Regions from separate parts of the Anser cygnoides genome. Here region 1 is linked to region 2. Evidence: chromatin contacts called from public Hi-C data. All regions are on one chromosome and are shown on one strand. Each heading gives the region's core, a stretch centred on a gene start, on an enhancer-like site or on the middle of the called end of the contact. The rest is flanking DNA. Distances are from core to core; before and after follow the strand shown.

Region 1 (3,861 bases), core at 1,174-3,673, 160 kb before region 2:
TTTGAATAGAAGAAACGCGATCCCTGAATGACTGGGAATAGTTATTTATGCTGCACTATTTTTATATTAATTGAAAAAACTCAGGAAACAAATTACCATTATAGCTAACTGAAGAAATCAATATCCAAAAGTACTTTAAAAATCTATGATGTATAAGCTAGTGGAAAGTACTCAAGATGTAATAACATTTATTTTTAAATTTACTTTATAAGATGTAAATTAATACAACATTTAACTAAGACATCAAGTTAAACACTTCAGTAGGACCTCAGTATGCGCGCAGTTAAGGAGTTCATTAATTAGCAAAGACCTTTTCATTGTGAAGTTACCTGAGGGATAACTAAGCACTAGGATTTAGGAAGAAATTCCATCACTGGGCAGGCTGTTCTTTTGTTATGCAGGCTTGGAATTTGTGCTTTCTAGATCTGACAGGAACCACCACCAAATACAAAAGCAGAACAGTCCCCACACTTGACCCAGAACATCAGTTCTCACCACTACTAGAGAGGTGCACATCTTAATACAACTCCCTACAAACAGACTTGGAAACAACGAGATGTTGAGACAAAGGCTGACAAACCTAAGAGATTGCGTGTAAAGGCCTAGATATGCTAAGAGTACTAAGGAGTTTTCCCTCTGAGATCATGGATGCACAAATATACTCTGAAACAGCAGTAATACTGCCCACAGGTTAACTCTTACTTACCGTTCAGATGCCTTTAGTGCATATTGTAATATTTCTGATGTGCAGCACCTACACAGCCTGGAACAACTTGGGACCAGAACATTTTGATCTGAAATTTGCCCACTTGTTTTCTCAGACCACAAGGTAGATAGCGCTGCAGTATGGCAGTGAGGGACAGACAGGGTTACACTGGAAAGCAGGCCACAGATCTGACCAGTTAAGCTGCTCCACGGTGTGGACACTAAATCCCACACGTAAGCCAACAAAGAAAGCAGTCAGCATGCGGCACCTCCATTGTATCTGCACAACCAGCCACTTCAGCACAGCTCCCATGCCTTTACACAGCAAGCACTGAAAATAACCAACGCCAGTGTTACTACATCATCCTGGGATCCAGCTCTTAAGGCAAGAAGTAACAGACCTTATCTGATGACAGACTTGAGTCCCTGCTCAGGTAAAAGCCTAAATTACATCCTCTGTGTGGGTGACAAGACTGGAAGTCCCCTCAAGACAAACCAGTGCCGTCTCATTGTGGCCCGGAGCAGCCATCCCTGAGCTGTTCTGCTCCTCCACAGCACAGACACTTTGGAACTGCTCAGCGCTAAATGATTTTGGCACACTCAGGTGGGGAAGCAGGTGAAACACACCCACCTTCCTCCCTCACAACCCCCCAGCTACTCCTGCTGACAGCCACCACGTGTGCTCTCCCCAACAGCCATTTGTAAATAACGAGGACGTGCGATGAACACACCAGAGGTTTGCCACCTGCATCCCAGACCCATTTGAGAAGGGCCTTTTCAATATGCTTATTGACTCCCAACTCTCTTCATATGGCACACAGCTGCTGCCAGGTATATCACGTTTGGCAAAACATGGTTTCTCATGCCAAAATAGGTCTTCGTAGTACTATTATCTAGTGGCCAAAGGACAAAACTCTGTTAACATACTCCTGCATCCAAGTTGTATTTCGTATTACCTCACCTCATATTAAATCTGTCTCAAAGAATGGCACATAATACGGGGGGTAGGTCCTTCTAGTTACTATCAATTGTTCAACATTTATACGTTCACTTCCATTTCTTTTTAGCCTCAGCTGTTTGTGGGACAGCCCAGGGACAAACTGAGAAGCTATGTCTGACAAAGAAAGGCTAAGATATTCCGAACAGCAAAGGCACCGAAGCCATGGTGTTTGGCTGTTTTCATGGTCCTTCTTACCTCAGAGTTAGCACAGGCTACAGCAGAATAAGTCAATTACTTGCTGTTCAGCAGGCAGGCCTGGGTTCATCCCACCTACCCCCGGTTTCCAGAGGCAGCTGACGCAGGCTCCCTGTTTGGGCAGCAGAGGGAGAGGACGCTCAGACCCGCTATTAGCCGCCCCGCCGGGCACCGCCGAGCTAAAACCGCACCTCGGCTCTCCCCTGGGGCTCCGCGGCGAAGCCAACCGGCGTCAAAACAAACTCGAGCCGCCGTCGGCAGCCCCAAACCCGGCCCTCCCCGCGGCCCCAAGCCCAGAGAGCAGCCCCGCCGCTACCCCTCGCCCCCGGGGAGCCGGCCCCCAGCCCCGGCCACCTCCCCGCTCCGGGGCCCCGCCGCCCGCTCTCACCGCGGCGGCCCGGCACTATGAGCAGGCCCGTGCCCTGCCGGCGGTGCCGGAGAAGAGAAGGCAGGAAAGGGGTGGGAAGCGGCAGCGACGCCGGTGCCGCGGCTCTTCCCCGCCTGCGCCGACATGAGGGGCCGGGCTACGGCCGCCACCTCCTCCTCCTCCTCCCGCCGCGCCGCGACATGGCGGCCGCGAGGGACGGAGGTGGAAGTGGTCCCGGCCATTTCCAGCTCCGGGCACCTTCGGTGTCGCTCTCCTCCGCGACCCAGGAGGCGATCGCTGATGCCGCAGAGACGATTTCTTCGAGGGGCTCCAATGTTTTTTGGGGGTGCGGGGCTCGTCAGGGGTCAGCGGGAACCTGGCCCTGAAGCTCTTTACCCGAGAAGCAGGGCCGGGAAGTCATGTCGTAGGGGCTAAATTTGCCCCAAGCGCCCCGGCAGGTGTTTTTCGAGATAGTTTTCTTCCAGCTTCCGGCTGAATTTGGTGATTTGCAACTAAAAGCTTGTGAAGTCAAAGACAAAATCTGTGCGCTCAGCTTTTCTTATTCTGCAAGCACTGTGTGGTTAAAATTAAAAGTCCTGTTACATTAAATTGTTACCAGTTTAGACAATAGATTATTTCTAAAACATGCCCTTGAGGTATCATCTCCCCATCGTGCAGGACACGGTGTGGCCTATCTCAAAAACAGACACTTTTACTAAATGGCTGCTAGGGAGTGAAATTTTGGCATCCCAAGCACAAATGCTAGGTGGCATCTAAAGGCATACAGGAGCACAGATCTGGCACAAAGTGGTCACACAGTCAACACACAACATCCCACACTGAAACAGTATGGGCTTGCAGAAACTTCCTTTGTTTTTTTGGTGCCATTCGACAAGTGCTGATCAAAGCAAGCTGTGGCAACTATCACTGTCTCCACAGAGTTCTGGCACCAGCAGTTCCACATCCTCTATACATATTTTCTTTGCAGCCTCCTCCCATTGCCCAGATTCTGGTTAAGATCCCAGTACTATCAGGCAAGTGGAATTTCCAACGTAAGCCCTGCCTTAGCTTGTGCTGTCCCTGACCGTTGGGTTAGCTGAGGTAAATCTGCCTTGCTATCTCTGACACATCTTATTCAGATAAAATGGGAGGGATACATTGTTGCATAGCCAACAATGATGGAAGAAGTGTCATTGCATACAGTTTATACAGAATAGTCACCTTTTATTTTTAGATTTGTTACTCTTTTTTTTTTAGAAAACTGCATTCTATATTACATGAAAAAAAAACGCAAGTCAGCCTTTTCTCTATCTTGATTCTTTTTTGGGGGGGAACTTCACAGTATCACAGTATCACAGATTTCTAGGTTGGAAGAGACCTCAAGATCATCGAGTCCAACCTCCGACCTAACACTAAGTACTCCACTAAACCATATCGCTAAGCTCTACATCTAAACGTCTTTTAAAGACCTCCAGGGATGGTGACTCCACCACCTCCCTGGGCAGCCCGTTCCAATGCTTAATAACCCTTTCGGTAAAGAAGTACTTCCTAACATCCAACCTAAAACTCCCCTGTCGCAACTTTCGCCCATTCC
Region 2 (3,621 bases), core at 937-3,436:
AAAGCTGGAAATAGGGCATAATGGGGGGATTTGGGTCTCAGGAGCAAATCCCTGATGCCAGTGGGCCAGGTTGTCCCAGTGGTGCCTCAGCAAGAGCCTGGTGCAACTGTGTGGGAGCGGGGACATCCCCCATGTCACCGTGCCAGCGGGGCCAGTGCTAGTGCCAGGCAGGAGGTGTTTCCCCTTGCCTTTGTCCTGCAAAGCCCATGCTGGTGCAACGGTGATGGAAATTTCTGCCCTGCCACCGCCCGCTCTGCAAAGCAACCTGCAGCATTTCGGAGGCGTAAACATGCCTGGGCACAGAGTCAGCGTGGGGGCAGTGAGCACCCCGACTTGCTTTGGGGTTTTTCCACTCTTAGGACAGTCGTTGCTCCTGCTGGCACCGCTCTTTGCTTTATAGGAGTGGGCCAGGCCAGCCCCATGTGTCTGGGGCTGAAAGTGATGCTTTGGAGTATGGGGTCCCCACGGCAAGCATCTCCATGTGCCTGCAGGCGTCTTGAGGCACCAAGAACACGCGTCAGGTTCTGCCCTTGCCCTTCATCACAGATGAATGCTCAACCTCTGGCTATTGCAATTTATTATGGGAAGAAAAATGTCCGGCGAGCTCCGGGCTGCAGGAATCCGGTGCTGGCTCCCCATCAGGGCAGGGACCCCTGGGAAGCGCAGGGGGCAGGCAGTGCCCCGGGGGTGGGCGTCCCTCACACCTCCGTCTGGAAGCAGAGTTCTGAGCCCGCCATGTGCTGCTGGTAGTGCCGGTCAAAGCACTCATTCTGCGCCACGGTGAAGTGGTTCTTCCAGTCTCCGGAGATGCCTTTGGGGGTAGGGAGGTGAGAAAGCACGTGGGGCAAAATCTGGCCCCCGCAAACATCTGCTATCTGGGCTGAGGTAGGGCCTGGGACCCACCCTCCCCACTGACCCAGGATCACTGGCCGAAACCTACCTTTCCGCATGAAAGGGGAGAGGCTGTGGTCCATCAGCGAGGAGGGCATGGTCTCATAGTTAGCGGCGGGGTTCTTCTTCATCTCCTGGAAGGAGGTGTGGTGGAGGATCCTCGCCACTGTCTCCTCTGGCACCTCCTTGCCCAGGAACTGCAAGATCTTCTGCACCTCACGCCGTGGGTCCTGTGGGGTGGCAGGGGCAGGGATGCTCAGTGCTGGTGCTCCCCCTAGAAATGGGGGGGGGGGGGGGCAGCCAGGGCAGGTGCAGGCACCCCTCTCTCCAGCCCACCTTACCTTCTTCATGTCCTCGTAGAAGAGGTAGAGGAGCCGTTTCTCCTGCCTCTTCTCCCACCAGCCTCTCACATGCTCATACCAGGACCCGTAGGCCACTGTGGGATGTGGGTTGGGTTAGCCGAAAAGTGGCAAGGAGGAGGACGCCCTCCCCACCAGCATTTTTGTGGGAGCCCAAGCATTCAGCCCCCACCTTTTCCATTCATGAAGGTCTCCAGGAACTCAGCCAGCGTGCCAGGGTCAGGGTGTATCTTGGCCATCTGGTAGAAGTAGTAGTAGGAGATAACAACGTCCTTGGGGTTGCGGGCCATGTAGATTACCTGGGGACAACCGAAGCTGTGGTTGAGGGAACAGGAACAGTGCCCCCTCCCTACTGCCCTGCTGGGGAGAAAGGTCAGGGGCAGCCCCATAGCATTACCTTGCAGTCCTTCTCCTGGAAGGAGGCCGGGAGGAGCTGGACTGGCAGGTGGGTCTTCACCAGCCGCGGGGATGGGGTTTTCTCCAGCAGGTCGACACCTGCAGGAGGGGAGATCAGTGGGATGAGCCCCCTGCTCTGACACCCCCACCCGTGCCCCAGCTCGACCCCTTCCCCCTACAGCCCTCGGCCACTCACCGCTTGGTATCTTGGGGGCCTTCATCTCTAGGAAGGGCACCCGGTTGAAGATGGCATCCCGCCGGCACTTCTCCACGTCACCGTCATGGTAGATCATGTCCAGGATCTCACTCAGCCACGTCGTGCCTGTGGCACAGGGCAGTGTCTCAGGGGCTGCAGGCGCCCCGGCAGCGTCCCCATCCCCCCTAGGTCCACTCACCTGACTTGGGGTAGGTGGCGATCAGCAGGTCATCATGCCGGGCTTGGAAAGCCTCCACCTGCGGCCAGCCCTCTATGAAGGACTTGTAGAAGGGGATGCCGTGGAGGCTTCCCAGATCCTCCCTGCCCACCTCGTCCATCCCCATCGCTGGCAGTGTGTCCCCAAGGCACTGACGCTCTTCTGTGCCTGCGCTCAGGGGAGGGCAAAGTCCACCCTGAATCACGTGCAGCCCCACGGGGCGGCGACAGCCTCCTCACCCGGCCCCCAGCTCGGCTTCCTTCCCCTGTAAAAGTATGGGTGCCACGGACTGCATACGCTGGGGACTTTTGGAGCAAGACAGGCTCGACCCGGGAGAGGAAACGCCTCGTCTGTTTGCTGGACTGCACTGCACAGCCTTGTTTTCTGGCTGTTTCTGTCCGTTGCCGGCTCAATGGTGAGACATGGCTTGGTTGGGGAAGTGAAGGAGGAAATTGGAGGCCGGTGGGTCACTCCATGGGGAGCAGGGTGGTGGGATTTGGGAGCTGGGCCCCAGGGCTGCTGGGGCCCAGCTCCGGCTGTGGAGCTGCATTGGAGGAGACCCAGCCTTACTGCCCGGTGCCGCTTCAGCCTCAGCTCTAGCTGCTGAGGAGCCCTGGCCCCCCCACACCTCTGCAGTCCCAGGGAGATGCTGCCAGTGCATGTTAAAGGCAGTCATTTTAGTATAAACCGTCACAGCTGCACACGGTGTGAATATTGACTAGCTGGTTTGTATTTATTGATTTATTAGTTAGTAACTATTATACTATGTTATACTATGTCTGGAATAGAGAGTGGAGCCTCAGAAGCGTTGTTTTGCCCAGAGACTGTCTCAAACACTGAATTCAGCACGGTGCACATCACCGTCCTGCATTTTGGGGATGATTAAAGCTGCCCCAGCCCCACTCCCCCAGCTACTGTGCTCTCTGGATCTTTAGTTAGGCAACTGCTCAGGTCTCTCTGTGCTCCAGGACATCTACGTGCTCCGGAACATCTTCTGCATGTTCCAGAACATCTTCTGCATGCTCCGTAATGTCTTCTGCATCCTCCGGGACATCTCCTACATGCTCTCGGACGTCTTCTGCGTGCTCCAGGACATCTTCCACGTGCTACAGGATGTCTTCTACTTGCTCTGGGGCATCTGCATGTTCCAGAACATCTTCTGCATGCTCCGTAATGTCTTCTGCATCCTCCAGCACATCTCCTACATGCTCTCGGATGTCTTCTGTGTGCTCCAGGACATCTTCCGCGTGCTATATCATGTCTTCTGCGTGCTCCAGGACATCTTCTGCATGTTCCGGGACATCTCCTGCATACTCCAGGATGTCTTCTGCATGCTCCGGGGCATCTTCTGTGTGCTCCAGGCTGTCTTCTGTAAAATGCGGCAGTTCCAAGATGTGGCCCCTGGCCCTGCCCTCCTGGGCACTGCAGGGAAGGCGGCCACCCCACTGGGAGGGAAATGGAAGCTCCAGTGATAGAATCATAGAATGGCCTGGATTGGAAAGGACCTCAAAGATCATTTCATGCCAACCCCCCTGCCAAAGGTTGGACAAGAGGTGATGGAC

What was found. A called contact is a pair of places that touch in the nucleus more often than the background predicts.
Region 1: a contact with region 2 is called in a Hi-C map of liver, with 2.2 times the contacts expected there. The contact joins the promoter of UBA6 here to the promoter of LOC106043981 in region 2. A contact is called at or near these places in 3 of 7 Hi-C or Micro-C datasets (granulosa cells and liver).

What each region holds. Positions count from the first base shown.
Region 1 is chr4:65,297,592-65,301,452 of Taihu_goose_T2T_genome, reverse strand. UBA6 (ubiquitin like modifier activating enzyme 6) reads right to left here and starts at 2,423. Exons shown (of 37, transcript XM_066996315.1): 1 at 2,289-2,423; 2 at 1,901-2,012. LOC136790740 (a long non-coding RNA gene) reads left to right here and starts at 2,508. Exons shown (of 4, transcript XR_010831236.1): 1 at 2,508-2,613.
Region 2 is chr4:65,140,351-65,143,971 of Taihu_goose_T2T_genome, reverse strand. LOC106043981 (sulfotransferase 1 family member D1-like) reads right to left here and starts at 2,186. Exons shown (of 7, transcript XM_048073552.2): 1 at 2,042-2,186; 2 at 1,843-1,968; 3 at 1,648-1,745; 4 at 1,423-1,549; 5 at 1,233-1,327; 6 at 941-1,121; 7 at 561-811. The coding sequence starts at 2,186. The coding sequence ends at 699.